Regions from separate parts of the Mus musculus genome. Here region 2 is linked to region 1. The links are chromatin contacts, called in public HiChIP or PLAC-seq maps. All regions are on one chromosome and are shown on one strand. Each heading gives the region's core, a stretch centred on a gene start, on an enhancer-like site or on the middle of the called end of the contact. The rest is flanking DNA. Distances are from core to core; before and after follow the strand shown. Region 1 overlaps Ctnnbip1 (catenin beta interacting protein 1). Region 2 has its middle 7.2 kb from the start of Mir34a.

Evidence for each region. HiChIP or PLAC-seq counts read pairs in DNA pulled down with a chosen protein or histone mark.
Region 2: a FOXA1 HiChIP or PLAC-seq map of pancreatic cancer cells shows a contact between it and region 1. The contact joins two enhancer-like sites. A contact is called at or near these places in 2 of 39 promoter capture datasets (cranial neural crest and pre-B cells) and 1 of 115 datasets of contacts at active chromatin or transcription factors (pancreatic cancer cells).

What each region holds. Positions count from the first base shown.
Region 1 is chr4:149,525,524-149,530,280 of GRCm38.p6, forward strand. All of the region lies in intron 1 of Ctnnbip1 (catenin beta interacting protein 1), which reads left to right. Among named protein-coding and RNA genes, the nearest start is that of Ctnnbip1, 9.7 kb to the left of the region's middle. Within about 2 kb of position 2,323, at least 63 of the 459 cell types and tissues checked have an H3K27ac peak or open chromatin away from gene starts, as enhancers often do. A contact at or near this core is called in pancreatic cancer cells, where this site is marked.
Region 2 is chr4:150,058,924-150,063,680 of GRCm38.p6, forward strand. No RefSeq gene overlaps it. Among named protein-coding and RNA genes, the nearest start is that of Mir34a, 7.2 kb to the right of the region's middle. Within about 2 kb of position 1,833, at least 160 of the 459 cell types and tissues checked have an H3K27ac peak or open chromatin away from gene starts, as enhancers often do. A contact at or near this core is called in pancreatic cancer cells, where this site is marked.

The DNA.
Region 1 (4,757 bases), core at 1,073-3,572:
CTTTTGGTGTGTTGTTTTCAGGCATAGTTTTGTTTTGTTTTGTTTTCTTTGAGGCTGAGTCTCACTATGTAGCTCTGGCTGGCCTGGAACTCACTGTGAAGGCTAGGCTGGCCTCACACTCAGAGATCCACCTACCTCTGCCTTTCAAGTGCTGAGATTACAGGTATGTGTCACCATGCCCAGCCACCTGGTGTGTTTAAGTAACAAATGCGCTGCCTTGATTCTCCGGGATTCTCTTCCTACCAGACAGGTTTCTCTGCTGCCAGCTTTAAAAACAGGCCTACAGTGGTGGGTGGGCTGTGGGGCCCTCTGCTGTGCCCACAGAGTTCCTCAAGCAACTTGTGCGTGTGGTACCCCTGCTGCAGGTCAATATGTGCAGAATGGGGTGGGGGCCAGATTCTTCTTCCCCAAATCTGCCCAGTGCTAGGCCTGTCCTCAGAGACCAAGGTCAGGGAGGCCCAACAGGTTGTGGGAAAGCACACAGTGTCCCCTCCTCCCTGGCAGAGTGTCAGGGTCGAGAGAGCAAAGGGCTAATAGAGGCGACTTCTCACATTTGGAGGGAGAGGAAGATGGAAGGGCACTGTGGCAAAGATGTCCATGTCGCTGCGTGGTGCTCATGGGTTAATGGGCATAGCCTGATCCTCCAGGCTATGCTGGGGCAGAATCTATCAGATGGTGGGCGCAGCAAGGGCACCAGGTCACTCAGTGCACCCGCACTTCTTCAAGTGAAGTTGGAGCCTGCGGTGATCCAGTCGCAGCCTGGAAAACGTGACCCACTTCTGCCTCCTCTCCTGTGTGGGGAGCTGTGCAGGAGGCTTTGAGACAGGCTCCAATTAGGCTTTTCTCAGACCTGCAAGTCACCTAAGTGTCCAACCATACATTTCCTGCCGCTGGAATCCCATGGTCCTTATCCCTGAACTGAACAAGCAAATGAGCTTACCGCCTGTTATTCTGCAACCTTGGGCTCCGCCAGCGGGGTTTCCTGTGGAGATCAGGGTCCCTCGTGGATCAAACACCTCTCACTGTGTGGTCCCACCCCTGTTCTTCCTGCCAAATCATGAGGCTAATAGTGGACTTGTTTCCATGGCGATAGTTTAGCCCTGCCCATACCTAGGTCTCAGTCTTTTGCTCTAAGCAGTCCAGCTTCCCAGAGACCCATCCCGGCTACCACTGTGGGGCTGTGAAATAAGGGCTGCTTCTAGTTTCTACCAGATGACAAACACTTCAATGCCCTTTCACTTGTTACGTGTCTGGTGTGTGTATGTGGGGCTGCTGATGTAAACACATGAAGGTAGAGTACTGCGGGGGTAATTGGATATTTATAGCTGATGAGGTCTAATAAATCTGTCCCTGATTGATGCCATTTTGTTTACAAAGGCAGCTATTAAAGATGGGGACAGCAAAGGTCAGCTGTGGCAAGGCCATGGGAACCCTTTCCTAACTGGGTGCTTTCTGGACTTCTAGACGGAGAAAGAGGAGCCCCTCATCCTGTCTGTCAGTGTCGGTGACAGTGCTTGCAGCCTTAGGAACATGGCCTTCCTCTGGCCAGACACTGGGGTTGCAGGAAGATGGGGTGCTGGTGATTTTTAGGAGGGCATTGTGGGGCTTTCAGGCAAGTATCTAGCTGTGAGGCACCCCCCTGCACCCCCATTCAGCTTCCTTTTCAGAGTAGCCTGCAGGAGCTTTGGACAGATCTTGATGGGGTGAACAGCTAATGCGGAGCTGCCACCGCCTCCTGAGAGCCCTCGGGCTGTGCACTCTCCCTGCACTTTGGGTAGTAGCCAGTCACCGTTACTCCTTGGTCCCCACAGAGCAGAGACTTCTGAGGCCTCAGTACAGCAGTGGAGAATGTCAGGCACTGCCCTGGACCTGCGGGTCCACTCATATTCCTTTGTCTTTTTTTTTTTTTTTTTTTTTTTTAAGATTTACTTATTTTATTCTATGTGTATGAGTATTTTCCCCCGTGTATGCGTGTGCACCATGTGTGTGCCTGGTGCCCCAAAAAGGCCAGAGCAAGGCATCGGTTCTTCTAGAACTGGAGAAAATGATAGTTTTGAGCTGCTTCTCTGGATGCTGGGAACCTTTGGGAGCAACCAGTGCTCTTCACTGCTGAGCCATCTCACAGGAGGGCAGGTCCTGATGGCTTTCTGTAGACATAGGCGTCTAAAGGCTTAAGGCTTTTATTGTGAAAAGTGACGGTCTTTGGTGAGTCATTTTAATTTAAAACCAGGAATATTTGCCAGCAGGACACTCACACACCAGTTTTGCCAGGAACTTCCGCTCCCTTTCTGAGGCTTGGTGGTTTGGGGAGTGAAGGATTGTCGTTACATGTGGGTGGTATGGATTTAGCTCCTGGGTTGCATTACCAGGGTGCATGCCTCGCTCTGAGTACATATACCTACGCTTGTTGGCAGTGGCGACAGTTCCTTGGAAGAGTCATACCAGTCCCCATTGTTTCTGACCACTTTCCTGAGCTTGGTTATCTTTGGAATCCCTGGCTGTAAACCCCGCTTACACACCCATTCCCATGGCGTGAGCTAGCTCCTTGGAGCATGCACTGTCTGATCGCCCCTCACCAGAGGCACAGCCAGCACTGCCCATGCGTTCAGAGTGGACGAGGCCTCGTGACCCTCTTCAGGGTTCCTCTTGATGCCATTTCCCCAGTTAATGGAACAAACACCTGCAGAGCCTGAGGTCATCTCTGCTGTCAGGCAGCTGGGAGGAAGGAAGTGAGACCTGCAGCAGCTCTTGAAGGGGAGGGTTCCTCCTTCCTTGGATTCTATCCTGTTCCGAGGTAGCTGGAGACGGAGGAAAGGAAAAGCTGCTGGTTGTGGCACAGCAGAAGCTGTTACCCAGAGGCCTTCCACAGTTACTAGGTGCATTGTAACTTAACAGATACATTGTAACTTAACAGATACATTGTAACTTAACAGAGTCTTTGCACAACTTCCCACGTTCCAGTGTGCTGAGATTAGAGTAGAAAGGGACAGAGTTACTAGGTACATTGTAACTTAACAGATACGTGTCTTTGCACAACTTCCCACGTTCCAGTGTGCTGAGATTAGAGTAGAAAGGGACAGAGTTACTAGGTACATTGTAACTTAACAGATACGTGTCTTTGCACAACTTCCCACGTTCCAGTGTGCTGAGATTAGAGTAGAAAGGGACAGAGTTACTAGGTACATTGTAACTTAACAGATACAGTGTCTTTGCACAACTTCCCACGTTCCAGTGTGCTGAGATTAGAGTAGAAAGGGACAGAGTTACTAGGTACATTGTAACTTAACAGATACCCATGTCTTTGCACAACTTCCCACGTTCCAGTGTGCTGAGATTAGAGTAGACAGGGACAGTAACCCTACAGCTTTCTCCAGAGTGGTCTCTAGGAGTTCAGCCCAGGAGGCCACTCCTGGAGTTCTAAGCTCAGTATAACAGTCCAGAATTATGATCCCAAAGCTGGACAAAGAAATGGGATTGCTCACAGGCTGAGCCTACTGCCCCTAGGGACATAAGTGAGATTAATGAATCCTCATACTGTAGGCCATCCTGTTGATATCTAGTCCTCCATGATAGAAGGCTTGAGGCTCCCTAGCTCCCGCAGGTGGCTTGGGAGGCTGAAGCAGAAGACCTGTGGCGAGAGAGAATTCTGTCTGTCTGTCTGTCTGTCTATCTATCTATCTATCTATCTATCTATCTATCTATCTATCTATCATTTTGTATGTCTATGCACCATGTGCATGTCTGGTGCCCACAGAGGCCAGAAGAGGGCATCAGATCCCTAAATTGGAGTTAGAGATGGAGGTGAGCTGCCATGTGAGTTCTGGGAATTGAACCCAGATCTTTTGGAAGATCAGCCAGTACACTTCACCACTGAGCCAGGAAATGATTCTGAGGCAGTAGACTGTGCAGGGATCGGTCTGGGAGACCCTGCCAGGCCTGCTTTTGAGACGGCTTTGGCCCATGATAGTGAAGGGCACTGAGCAGGTCTGTGGCTCAGTGCAGGGGCCATATGCAGTTCGTGAGGAAACTGGACTGGCCTTGCCCCAACAAGTGCATGCCACTGCCTCAGCTTTCTCCTTCCCCTGTTTAACTAGAATGGCTAACTGTGGTCACAAGGAGTTGATGCAGCTGCGGAGTGGAGTCAATGGCGCTCCAGTGGTTCACATTTCCACCCTGGCCTCCTCCTGTGGGGGAGACTCGAGCTCTGTGGAGGAGATCCGAGCTCTGAGAACTTCCTGGATAGGCTTCTTCCTTGAGATGAGTGGGCCTGAAACTGACATATGAGAAAGTAAAACAGCAGTTTCCTTCAGGCAGCGGGGGCCTAGAGCAGCTGTGGGGTTAGTAGGTCACAGAAGAAAGGGCCCTATGCTGTCCACTCCTGGGGCAGAGGCTTCCTCCTAATGTCCTTGCTTAGGACACTTCCTGCCAGGACCCAGCCTCGGTAGAAGACCTTTTGGGTAGGAATTCGAGAGGTGCTTGCACTCTCTCAAGAGCGGAGGAACTCACTTATAAATAGACCAAGTCCCCAGACTCTGCATTACCCACCCCTCTGGGATTTGACAGAGGCCGATGGTCCTGGGACAGATTAGATTAGAGGAAGATCCGAAGCCGGATCCTGTAGGCGAGTTGGTTCCTGACTTAAGGTCTTAGACCATGACTTGGCCAGGTTTCAGTGTGCCAGCTGTTCTCTGGGGAGGGATAAAAAGGACCTATGTCTTTCTCCCCTTCGTTGCGGTCTGCTCCTGCGCACAAATGAA
Region 2 (4,757 bases), core at 583-3,082, 530 kb after region 1:
ATTAGAGTTCAAGGCCAGCCTAGGCTACATGAGACAGCAAAACAAAAGCCAAATAATTCATTTATAAATGAAGGTTTTGGGCTGTCCGTCTACTCCAGGTCCCAAGACAGACTGCTGTTGTCTTTACCCAGTTCTGTGCTTTGAGATTCTCTAGGCTGGTATAACCCTCAGCACTGGTGTCTCCTGCTATCCTTGCCATAGATTGCCCCTGCAGGTCCTGGTGAGTGCGCACAACTCTCTGTTTTCCCACACACTGTCTCTGGGAAAGCAGACATAGCCTCCTGCCCTTGACAGGGTAGCCACTGTGCAGCTCAGAAGTGCAGAAAGCTTGAGGGAATGAGGTGAACTGAGCAGGCCTTTTCATCAAGACAAAGAATTTAAGTTCTTCTTGTCACCTGGGAAGTACCTGGCAGCTGTGGGGTCACTAGTGTGGTGGTGGGAACCAGCTGTGATGGTGGATGTTGGTGAGAACCAGCTGTGGGGTCACTAGTGTGATGGTGGATGTTGGTGGGAACCAGCTGTGGGGTCACTAGTGTGATGGTGGATGTTGGTGGGAACCAGCTGTGGGGTCACTAGTGTGATGGTGGATGTTGGTGGGAACCAGCTGTGGGGTCACTAGTGTGATGGTGGATGTTGGTGAGAACCAGCTGTGGGGTCACTAGTGTGGTGGTGGTGGGAACCAGCTGATGTCACTAGTGAGACCCATGGGATGCTTGGAACTAGGTGGCAAGAGGAAAGTTGGCCTGGCAGATCACCCCAGGCTGGGGTCTGTTTCCTTGCAGAGACAAGGAGCCCACAGGCTTGCCCTTGCTACAGGGAGGAGCTCTTACAAGCAAGGACCCTCAGAACTGAGGGTCACCTGAGTCACTGTCGGTGAATTCCACAGAAGGAAAGGGGCTTTCAGAGGGTGGGGGCAGCTTCTCCACCACAGGGCTATTAACATTTAGATCAAAGTCCTTGTTTGGGGGGACTGTCCCGTGAGCTAGAATGCCCAGCATTTCCAGCCCCCGCCCAGGGCAGCAAACACATATGTTTTCAGACATTGCCAGAGCCCCTTGGGAGGCAAACCGTCTTCCGCAGCAGTTCTGGTCAGAGGCTTCAGCGGAGGGCTTTCTGGGACCACAGCTCAGTGCCTGAAGCGGCCACTGGCTTGGTACCGCTTCCTTTGTTCCTTCCTGAGAAGCTGAGCTCATTGGCTTGGTGGGGTGTTTTCATTGACTCACCAGCTGTAACCACAAGTGGCCTTCCTACTTGGGGGGATCCCAGATGACTTTATCATGGGAGTTGGTATGTAAATACATAATTCTTCTTTTTCTAAATTGAAGCTAGTAGACACCCCTCACTACACACACACACACACACACACACACACACACACACACACTTTAGCCTAGCCTGGTAAGTGCTTTCTTAGCCCATTACGAGCCTGCAGCACTGCACCTTGCCCTGAGGTTTTCTGCAGCCAGCCAGCGTCTTGCTGGTTTGGGCTCCAGCCCCAGGGTCTGGTGGATGATGTAAGAGCCAGGGAAGTTGGTTGTGTTTGTGGGATTTTTTTTTTTAGGCCTTCTATCCAAGGCCTGGTGTGGGGGAAAGACAGAAGCCCGACTATGTGAACAGAGGGGTCAGAATCCTAGGTGGACTACTGGAGCCTGCCCAGGGTACTGACCCCGTGTGGAGGACCGGCTCCTGGAACGAGGCCTGGCGTGTCAGTCGGTTCCTCTTGGGGTAGCTGAGCGAAGGTGCTGGCTTTGAGTTGAGGCTTCATAAAGTGTTCCTCGCAGACAGGCACACCCTGCGTGAGGCCCGAGACCTGCCGGGCCACTCCCAGCCGCGGGCAGCTGCCTCCTGTTGCTGTGTGAATTCCATCAGGGCGACTCTCTGCTCCTTCCTCTGCCTCTCTACTACCTTAGGAAATCTGGGGTCTGTTTTTCCGGTTTGAGTCTTACAGTTGGGAACCCACCCTGCATCTATTGGGAAACTCTCTGTGTGTCTCCAGCTTCCCCATTGGGCTCTCACTGGGTCTCTTCTGCTGTGACTCTCCAAGACTCCCCTTCTTTGGACAGCTCAGAAGCACATGGTCCGAACCCAAGGGTCAGACATCCATCCGGCTTCGTTGTAAACACTGTGTCTGTGACCTTCTACCCAGACGGGGCTGTGTGTGTAGACGCTACCCCCGTGCCAGGCACGGGGTCAAAGGGAAGAGAAGCGAAATCTGCCTGCTCAGGCCTCTTGATCCTGGGTAACAGGGAAATTGCCAATGATGCTCGCAGCCCAGAGCCCCTGTCCCCCACCCCAGCTATGCCAATCAGCACCTCGGTGAGTCCAGCAAACCAAGCCATCCCCTAACAAACCAGCAGCACCCAAGAACTCAGGGATTCTTTTTGAAGTTTAGGAGCAAGAGGGACAGATGGGCCCTGTGTGCTCACAGCAGAGCTTAGGGAAGAGGCCCGGCACAGCCTCTGGGCTCCTAAAGGCCACTGCCCATGCCTTTCCACGTCTCTGGACAGCTCTAGGTTCTGTGGATTCCAGTGTCTGTGGTAGACGGAGCCAGCCCATGGATGGACAGTGGAACTGCTTCCTCCAAAGAGCTTGCCCACAGAGATAGAACAGCCCTAAGATATGGCCGTGGCCAGGCTAACTTCCAGACCAGGCCCCACCCAGCCTCACCCGCATGACTGACTATACAGGCTAGCGTGCTCAGGTGTGGGACTGGGGATTTTCCTCCCTCTCCCCTCTTCCCCTCTCCTCTTTGTTCTTCCTTTACTCCCTCTGGCTTTTGGGTCAGCATCCAGATGACTCAGGGAGACGACTCAGTGCCTGCTTCCCTGGGCAAAGGAACAGCGGCGGCGGGGAGGGACAAGGGACAGGTGAGTGCACACCTCTGCAGGGGCCCAGGTAGGTGCTGGCAGCTAGCCCAGCTCCTAGCAGCTGTGCCCGCCTGAGGGGGCAGTGAGCTGAGCAGGTCAGACAGGTGGAGCCAGCCGGCCTGGCTACCCATCCCCAGCCACTCGGGGCCTCCCTTGGTTTACTGAGAAGTGAACCACCCTTTTCTTTCTCCCACTGCCTTAGTTGCCTGGCGCCCTTAGGGACCGTTTCCAACATTGGACAAGGACATTGGGAGTGGAGAACGGATTGCCAGTTGGCCTTGGAGAAGCACGTGTGGTTTTCAGGCCCTTGGCTCTGAGAGGCAGATCTCTCTCACAAGGAGCCCAAATGGTTTGTGGCAAATTGAGGAGACAGGTCTAGAAACCTTAGGGAGATCTGCCACTGGAAGAGATCTCTGGAAGAGAAGCTTTATCGGGTAATGTGAGCTTTTCCTTCCTGGGGGTGGGGGTGGGGGCTGCCTCTGCTCAGTGACAGCACCTGGCTTTATTGGGGTGACCCTCTTTGTTCAGGGTTGGAAGGGCAAGACTTCCTTAAATACAACTGTAAATTACGGACACTTACTGGGAGCGGGCTCTCCTCTCCTCGCTGAAGGTGGGGCCTCAGCCAATCTCTGTTTTTCCAGTCTCTGGGGAACTCCTGTCTGAGGAGGGAGGGCAGCGAGGAGGTGGTTGTTTCAGCAGAGAACTAGCTCATGGTGCCTCCCCTGAAACCAGATGGCTCTGTCTACCTGGACACACTGGGGCTGCGTTAGCTATCTCCTCTTGGTGGGCCACGCCCTCTTTGTCAGTCTCACGGAGCATCTCCATCCACAGGCCAAGTTGCCAGAGCGACCGCCTCCTGGTGACGCGCAGCCCTGGGAGCAGAGGTTGGTTTGTTGTTGTTTGGTGAGTTTGGGGTTGTTTTGTTCGTTCCTGTGTTTGTTCTGTTGAGGATAGGGTCCTGTTTTGTAGCTCAGGCTGTTTTGGAACTCACCTGGTAGCTTAGGCTAGCCTTGAACTTGTGACAGCCTTCCTGCCTCAGTCTCCCAAGAGCTGGAATTAGAGGTGTGTGCACAATGTGCCACCTAGAGCAGAGATGATCAAAGCGTACCTCGCATGATCATGCTGCATATAGGGACAGCCGTGATTTTTCCCCACCCTGCTAAATGAGGACTTCGTGACAAAGCTTTGCTGGCTGCGTGGTCTTGTTTGGTTTTGATTATTTATTTATTTATTTATTTATGAGATTGGATTTAAGCTGGTTGACTCTCCTGCTGTAGCCTCCCAAATAGCTGAATGGCAAGTCGGCAGGTAGGTAGACACCGTTGTGCTTGGCTTAAACTCATCTCTTTCTCTACCCTCTACCCCACCAAACCTAAGGCCTCAGGCATGCTAGCTCAACCACTGACCTACACTTTCAAAAAGCAAGAAGCCCAGAAATAGGGCAACTTTGTGATGACTCCTTAAGACTTCATCTCCTGGTTCTCTCTGCTCTCTCTATACATTGGTGGAAATCTTTCTCCAAAGTCCAAAGACTTTTCCGTGCATCTCATTGGCTAGAATTACATGTCATGCCTAGCCCCCAGCCTGTCAGTGTGGAGGGAAGGTGTCACCAACAGTTTTGGGACTAGTGTGAGCGCAGGTACCAAGTGGTTGTGAACTGATTGATGTCAGAGCTGGGAATTGAACTTGGGTCCTCTAGAAGAACAGCAAACGCTCTTAACTGCCGGACCCTCAAGGTTTTACCTTTTAGGTTTTTTTTTACAAGGATTAGTGTACAAGGTGATGTCTCTCTCCTCTTTGTGTCTTCATACCTGTGTGTCTACTTTGTTCTCAGCTTCCCCCCAAACCCCCCTTCTCTCAGCTTTTCCTTCCTCCTTCTGCTTCTTATAT